Regions from separate parts of the Drosophila melanogaster genome. Here region 1 is linked to region 2. The links are chromatin contacts, called in public HiChIP or PLAC-seq maps. All regions are on one chromosome and are shown on one strand. The core of a region is the stretch at or near the end of the contact, and the rest is flanking DNA. Distances in the headings are between cores, read along the strand shown.

Region 1 (3,773 bases), core at 760-3,259, 150 kb after region 2:
AGTTACTTTAAATTTATAATACCTCATTTATTTAATATTTTGTTTTGGGATTATTATGTATAAGATGTTGAGGCACCGATTCATGTGGCGGTAAACAAAACAACTTATGGAATTTGTGTAATGCTAAATAGCTAATAATCGATCAGTCTCCAACACGAAACGGGCTACACGGGCTGCTTTATGTGTGTGTGTGTGTGTGTGTTGTTCTCTTTCCTAATCCTATCCAGCGCTTGCATCCTCGGCCAATATCTACAGCTCTTCGCTTGGCACACTCACTAGCTTAGGGCTACAATTGGTTAGGCTAAGTTGTCTTACGAGTACGTACGGTAAATTAAATATAGGCCTTAACTAAAGTGATAACAATTATATGCGTGTGTGTGTGTGTGTGTGTGGCTGGCACAGCTCTAGCCTAGTTGGGCAGCAGCTCGGACAGCTGATTCTGCAGACTGGGTGCCAGTGTGTCGGGAAACTTAATGTCGAAGGAGACGATCAGATCGCCGCGCCTCGATGGCTCCTTGGGCACCGGCAGACCCAGTCCGTTGATCCGGCGCGTTGTGGTGGGCTTGATGATCTCGTGGTTCGGATTCACCTGTATCCTGCTGCCCTGCAGCGTGGGCACACTAACCAGTGCTCCGCACAAGGCCTGCTTCAGACTGATCTGGGCTGTATACTTTAGATCGATTCCCTCGCGTTTGAACAGCGAATGCGGTTTGTCGCGAATGATGAAGACGATGTCAGCTGGCGTCTTGTTTGGCGCCGAATCACCCTCTTGGGGGAAGGTAATCTTGGTACCGGCCTTCCAGCCCGGCTTCACTGTGATCCTCAGCACCTTCTCCTCCTTGTACGGCCCATTGCTTCCGGTGGCCATGCGTGAGATTTTCATCTTCTTGATGCATCCCTTGTCCACTTCCTCCAGCGACACGAACAGATCATGCTCGATGGGCGGATCCTGCTGGCGCTTGCGACTGGGTGCCTGGGCATTAAAGGCAAACATATCGTCGCCGCCAATGTTCCAGAAGATCTCGTTGGTATTGCCGCCCTGACCGCCACTAAACATGTTATCGCCGCCGGTAAAGAACGCGCCAAACGGATCCGACGATCCAAAGAACTGGGCAAATGTGGCCCTCGGATCGCCGTGGAACTGGTAAGTGTACGCTCCCGGCTGACCGCCGCCATCTGGTCCCGGCTGTCCGCCCTTCAATCCATCCTCACCGTAATTGTCGAAGATGTCGCGCTTCTTTTTGTCCGACAGCACCTCGTACGCCTCGGCGATCTCCTTGAAGCGCTCCTCCGCCTGTGGGCTCTTGTTCTTGTCGGGATGGTATTTGAGTGCCAGTTTGCGGTAGGCCTTCTTGATCTCATCGTCGCTGGCCTTGCGCTCGAGGCCCAGAATCTTGTAGAAGTCTTTGCCCATCTCTCAGCTGAAAATATAGGGGAAACACAAACGAACGAACGCTATAGATTAGAATGAATACTGATTGCCAGCTTGCTGGGTTGGGGCGATGGAAAGTGCTAGAAGCACAGAACAGCACAGTTGTGCAACTGCCGTGTTGTCACGCGAGTGACGTATGTAGTCACCATCAACGAGAGCTCCGCTCCCGATGTGCTTCTTTCAGCAGATCAAATCGATGCGCCCACATGTGGCAATATGTCCAACGAAGCTTACCTTAAATGTAAGCGATTGTCTGGGAATCCGTAAAAGTTCAAAAATCCAAGTGGAAAAGTGCAAAATGCAATGGCAAAGTGCAATTGTTGGTATTGTTCACTGTGTATTCACACTATTTATATTTTCACGGGGCAATGTTCTTTAAATATTTATGAGTTTTGTCTCTTTCTCGCAATTGATTCAATTCAATTGTTCTTCTTCGCTTTTTTCTTTATCCACCAAATGTGGCTTGCGCACTAAAAACACACCCTACTTCAGAGTTTCTTTCTCTTCAAAATTTTGTTTAATAATGAGCGGGATTCGTGCGTCAACCTCATTTTATAGGTTCGCCCTCGTCTACGTCGAAATTTCTGGATGCTTCTCGGATTTTAGGGTTGTATCTCGAAAACGTTTGACTGCGAATGTCAATATCGATATGCTAACCGATAGCTGTCGATGTTTTAAACACAGTGCACTGTTTTTAAATCGCTCCCCATTTATATATATTTGTGCATGCTTTTGGCGGTGACTCTTCTTTATATGCTTCTTATGCTTTTACGATTATTATTAGCGCTTATTTGATTGCAAATGCCAAGGAAAGCGTGACTGTGATGGCGAAATGCGGAAAGTACTCCTTAAATCTCATATATCGCATAAAACTATCGGTTCTGGAATGTTTCGTGTAAGTCTGCGAAGATAGAGATCGATCTATTTTGAGGATACATTTGTTAATATTATAAGGGATTCTTCTACAGGGGTCAGATTGCTTAAAAACACACAGAAAAATAAACAAAATATTTCTTTGAAATATTGAAATATTTGAAATAGAAAAAACGTATTGACGAGGTAAGCATATTGTAAAAAGATAGGAAGGTGATGGAGAAAGTTGCACTTATATTGTTCAACCAAAGAGCTTATAATCAAAAGATCAATAGATATAAATATCTTTATATGATATAAAATATAATACATATAATATATTATAATATACAATGTATAAATTGCAAGTGTCAAATTGAATTCTTAGTGTAATATTCAAGCCAACGAAAAGTAACTGAAAGTTGAAATAAATAAATTTTTAAACTTTGCCAGTGTGACCGTAAGACCAAGACTTGGGCATTGCCACAGCTGCAATGCGTTTAGTATTTTACAGTCAGCGGCGGGCAGTCACACCGGAACGAGCACGTCTGGTAAAACAGCCGAACGGAACAACAAAAAACAATTGTAAAAATGACCCGTCGAGGCTCGTTTTAAGCGAATTTCTAGCGCAGTCAGGACGCAGGAGCAGCCGAGCAGGCCGGGATTAGGACCGGAGGAGCAGGATCATCGGGAGAGTAGAGCCGAAACCCACACTCACACACAAACGCAGCCGTATACCGCAGTATTTTCATACACACACACACACTTGAGGTGAGTGAGACGGAGGTACACACACATGCACACATACAGAGAGAAGAAAACAAGGCGCCCCACGAATTTTTGCAAAATATGGACGCGCCTTGCTAGGGACTAATTGCCAGCGCGAAGGACAACCATTGGGGCCACTTTTTGGGCCAAACTCCGGCCGACATATGCGTGTCACGTTCCACAGTCGAAGCCTTGACCGATCGCCCCGCCCACCGTTCACCGCCCCATCGCTGGAAGTATTGCGCAAACGAATGTGACCCTTAACCCTTGCCCCCCCCCCCCCTTCCACAAAGAATATCCTTTGGCATGGCGCCTGTTCAAAGGATGTCCCACTGCAGCAATGCAGCATTGTAGCAGCGACGGCAGACCCATAAAAATAGTCATTCATTCCCGCAAATAGAGAGCTGGCACATCGAAGAGAGCATACGGTCGACATTAATAGCACTTTCGCTGTAAACCCAAACATATCGCCTATATTCATTGAGTAATCCGTCTGGGTTCTAGGGACCCAAAAGTTCCCCCCAGTGAAATACCCACCCACTGCATTGTGCGGCGATAATCGTTATCAGTTGCAACTCGTGAGTGGTCATTGATATTCGCAAAAGGCAACTGGACAATGTTTGATTGTTATCAGACCCCTGATTGTAACCCAGTCAATAGCTTACATTACTCCCCATTATCCTGTTATTTGTTTAAAACAAGTGGCTTGGGTACTGTTGCA
Region 2 (4,203 bases), core at 767-3,266:
CATCGCCATGCACCTGCTTCCAGCCGTATTCATCACCAAGATCTCGCTCCATGTCGTCGATTTCCTCGTCCTTACTGTACCGAGCATAATCCTTGCGCAGAGTTCGCATCAGAATCATGGACACCAGACCCACCAGGAAGATGACCATCATGAAGCTGTTGAAGATGCTGAACCAGTGGATCTAGAAAAGATTAAAGAAAAGATGATGTCATCAAACTTTGACCTTTTCCTCTTGCTATTTATATAGAATATGATTCATTTGAAAGTTGTGGAGTAAAACTAGTTGAACTATACGCACCCTGTGCTGGAAGAAGTTGGGATCCAGGTACTTGTCGAATCGATTCTTGAACTCCACCTTGCTGGGCTTCCAGTTGACCTCGTAGGAGAAGTTGATGTGGGATCCCGGCTTGAGTTCCTCGCGGCCCTCGGTGGTCAGGGTGATATCCACGATTTGCTGGCCATTGTAGCCGATGTCGAACTTCTTGTGCGTGAAGATATAGTACTTGCCATCGCGCTCGTCGCGCTCACCGACTTTTCCCCAAATGGGCAGTCCATCGATGTACATCTGGTACCAGTACTCGTTCTTCACGGCATAGGTGAATGCCTTGGCGCTCTCCTCCTGCAAGGTGACCATGCAGATGACCGATTTGGGGGCGTCGCTCTTGAACTCCATCTCGTAGCCACTGAACTCTAGCTCGACTCCTTGCAGCGCCTCGCTCAGCGTCTCGTGGTAGTGCGATATCGAGGACTTCTGGCCACTGCAAAAGGGGAGAGAGAAGTACGCGTACGTCTCCTGCCGATTGTGGTACGGGCCCACCGTGTTCATCCACAGTACCACCTCCTCCCGGTCATTGTACTGCGTGGCAAAGTGGATCATGTATTCGGTGCTCGAGGGATGTGGCATCCGGACTCACCTTGTGATTGTGCTCATCTGCCTGGGAGAGCGACACGTAGCAGCTGGCGATCAGCAGACATAAACAAATTGCACGGAACGGCACCGTGGTTTGCGTGGCGCTGCTGCCCATTGTGTCTTGTGCAGGTGGTGACCTCGTTTGCGCGTCTTCCTGGTGACCTCGCTCTGCCGGCCTGATTCGGTTGCCCTCGCTGGGATTGCGTTTTCAAACAGTTTTGTGGCAAACACTCAGATTTGCCGACAGCAGAAATATTTTAGGGTTGTATCTTAGAGGTGGAGAAACATCGATGCCAACATCGATGTCATCGATGTTTTCGAAAAATCAAAAACGTCGATGTTTTTCGAGGAATCGTCGATGTTTTCAGCGCATAGAAACAGCAAAGTGTGTAAATTGTAAGTCTAAATTAATTTCCATATTTTCTAATACAATTATTAATAGCATATTGCATATTTATTGTGACTCGCCGGTGGTGTAGGCTGGTGTCTTGGAAGACATGGATAAATATCTGAAATGTAAGTTTTTTTTTTAAAGATCAATTTATTTGTTTTTTGCCAAAGACATCGAAAACATGGATGTTCGCCAACATCGATGTTTCTCCACTTCTAATGCCAACGAAAACGTGACTGGGAACGTATCGATGGGAAAAACGTTACAAAAATACCAACTATCGCATAGCGGAATCACCTTGGCGGGCTATTCGAATGTATCTCACAAATAGTTTTTAAGGAACCTACAGTCAGTACCAAATACTTAAAATTCCATTTATATTTTATTTTATGCTACAGAAAACTGATAAGCTGCATTACTTTTGAAAAGTTAAAAATTGTGTTTTTTAAATGATTTATTTATATAAATAAGCTTATGTAATACTATTGTTAATATGTAAAAAAAAAAGAATAAAAGAAAAAGAATAGTTTACCTAAGCAGTTGCTTGAATAATACATACATAATTTAAGTTTTATACATAATTTATCAACCCTCGCTCAGTAGGAAAAAAAGATGGCTCAGAAATGAGCAACGAATTGGAATGTCCGATAAGCCTTTTTTATCAAAATAATAATTTTTACATTCCCTTTTCATAACGCTTTCCCAGTTAGTTTGTGCCAATCGTAAAACAGCATCCGCAAAGTGAAGTCGCTGCTATTTTGTAGTACCACTACATTCTTATTTATTTAAGTAATATTTAAAGAATGTCCAGCTAACTATATGATTGCTAGTTCAAAAATGTTACTTTCTGCATCGATCCTAATATATTTCTTGCTGAATCTGCAATCTTCGAGTGCTGAGATTGCCGACTGCAGTTTCTATGATACCGTTGATATCTCGGAAGGCCAGAGGCTCTCGAATGGATCATACCTCTACGAGGGATTACTTATTCCCGCCCATTTGACGGCCAAGTATGAATTCAAGCTTCTGGCGAATGGAGATAAGGAGCAGGTGCCAAGTCACGTGAGAGGATGTGTGTGCAAGCTAAGGACTTGCGTCAGGTTTTGCTGCCCACATGACCACATAATGGATATGGGCGAATGCTACGCCAACATGACGACGGAGGAGAACGAATTACTGGACCCCATGCTAAATGTGACCCTGGACGACGGATCAGTGGTGCAAAGGCACTATAAGAAGGAGCTCATGGTGCAGTGGGATCTGCCAAAGCCCTGCGATGATATGTTTTACCTAGACAACCGGGATATAATGGATGAGTACACCTTGTTCGAGGTATGGCTGCTCGAAAAATAAGCATTTTTGGGCAGGATTTATTTATGCTTTGGCTCTCTGCAGAATGGAAGATTGCTGCGCCACTACGATCAAGTGTATTTGGACAAGTCGGAGTACTGTCTGCAGCACCGAACATTCGGCGAAGGTAACAACAACTCCATTCGCATTATACCCCACAACTGCTTGATACTGCCATCCAGAACGGGACAGACCGTTGGTAAGATGATGCCCATTGCTTGCATGGTAGCTCCCAGTTCTATATCTTTCCTATTTCCATAGTGATGATCACATCGTTGATATGCTTGGTTCTTACCATCGCCGTGTACCTGTGCGTTAAGAAGCTAATGAATTTGGAGGGCAAGTGTTTCATCTGTTACATGATGTGCCTATTTTTCGGATACCTGTTCCTACTCCTTGATCTGTGGGAGTTATCGCTCGATTTCTGTAAAGCAGCAGGTTAGCTTAGAGGGGATGCATTTCAACACAACTTGACAAACCATTGACCATTTACGACAGGTTTCTTGGGATACTTTTTCGTCATGGCTGCGTTCTTTTGGCTATCTATCATCAGTCGGCACTATTGGAAATGTCTTACCAATCCCTGTGCCTCGATGAACATTCGGTCAGAACGTGCGTTTCTGCTATACAGCTGCTTCGCCTGGGCAATGCCTTTGGCCTTGACCGGAGTCACCTATCTGGCTGATAACGTTGTGAACAACGAGGAGTGGCAGCCTCGCGTGGGCGACGAAGGGCATTGCTGGATCTATAGTGGGTTCTGTTTTGTATCCGGCTTGTGGTACCAGCTCACCAATGTTTTTCTTTCCACCCTCAGCTAAAAGCTGGTCTGCAATGGTGTACTTCTATGGACCGATGGTGCTCCTGATTCTCTTCAACATAACTATGTTTGTTCTGACGGCTAAACACATAATAGATTCCAAGAGGACTCTTCGAAAGATTGCTCGCAATGAAGGTAGAATACAGAAGCTGAATTCGGACAAACAGAAGTATATCAATTATAATAGTTGAAAATGTCAGTTTAAGATAAATATTATCAATTCGTTACAGTTACACACAATTTCTGCTGCTCTTCACTGTGATGGGGATGTCGTGGAGCTTTGAGATATTCTCCTACTTGGTGCAACGCGAGAAACTGTGGGTCAATATCTTTCTGGTAGCTGACTACTTCAACTGGTCCCAAGGCGTCATTATATTTGTGCTATTCATTCTGCGGCGCAAAACTCTTGTACTATTCAAGAAACAGTAAGTCTTATAGTTCATAGTTCGGGTAACCAGTTCCCTAAAATGTCTCTTTTCAGAATATTTCCCAAACAGAGAGCCTTTAGTAGATCTGCAACTCAAAGTACGATTGAATCCATTTCTCAAACAAAAAGGCATTTTAACATGACATAGTATTTTCTTCTCTTCGAATTAATCAATTTAATAGTAAAGTATAACTTTTTTTCTCACAAAATGTATGAATATATTTCACTTCATTCTACATTCTATATAGAATTCATTTAATCACAAAATGTATGAATATTTTTCTTTATATGACGTGCATCGACTATAG

The links. HiChIP or PLAC-seq counts read pairs in DNA pulled down with a chosen protein or histone mark.
Region 1: a contact with region 2 is called in a POLR2A S2P HiChIP or PLAC-seq map of the Kc167 cell line, with 2.7 times the contacts expected there. The contact joins the promoter of DnaJ-1 here to the promoter of mthl2 in region 2. A contact is called at or near these places in 28 of 107 Hi-C or Micro-C datasets (the Clone 8 cell line, the D17-c3 cell line, the Kc167 cell line and 14 more) and 3 of 6 datasets of contacts at active chromatin or transcription factors (all in the Kc167 cell line).

What each region holds. Positions count from the first base shown.
Region 1 is chr3L:5,750,180-5,753,952 of dm6, forward strand. DnaJ-1 (DnaJ-like-1) reads right to left here and starts at 2,010. Exons shown (of 1, transcript NM_168128.3): 1 at 1-2,010. The coding sequence starts at 1,414. The coding sequence ends at 410. Usp47 (Ubiquitin specific protease 47) reads left to right here and starts at 2,794. Exons shown (of 12, transcript NM_206279.4): 1 at 2,794-3,055.
Region 2 is chr3L:5,602,774-5,606,976 of dm6, forward strand. mthl2 (methuselah-like 2) reads left to right here and starts at 2,017. Exons shown (of 7, transcript NM_176284.3): 1 at 2,017-2,633; 2 at 2,697-2,850; 3 at 2,913-3,089; 4 at 3,150-3,401; 5 at 3,466-3,637; 6 at 3,699-3,893; 7 at 3,950-4,203. The coding sequence starts at 2,121. The coding sequence ends at 4,043. It overlaps TM9SF3 (Transmembrane 9 superfamily protein member 3), which reads right to left and starts at 1,206. Exons shown (of 4, transcript NM_139722.4): 1 at 915-1,206; 2 at 299-856; 3 at 1-181. The coding sequence starts at 1,025.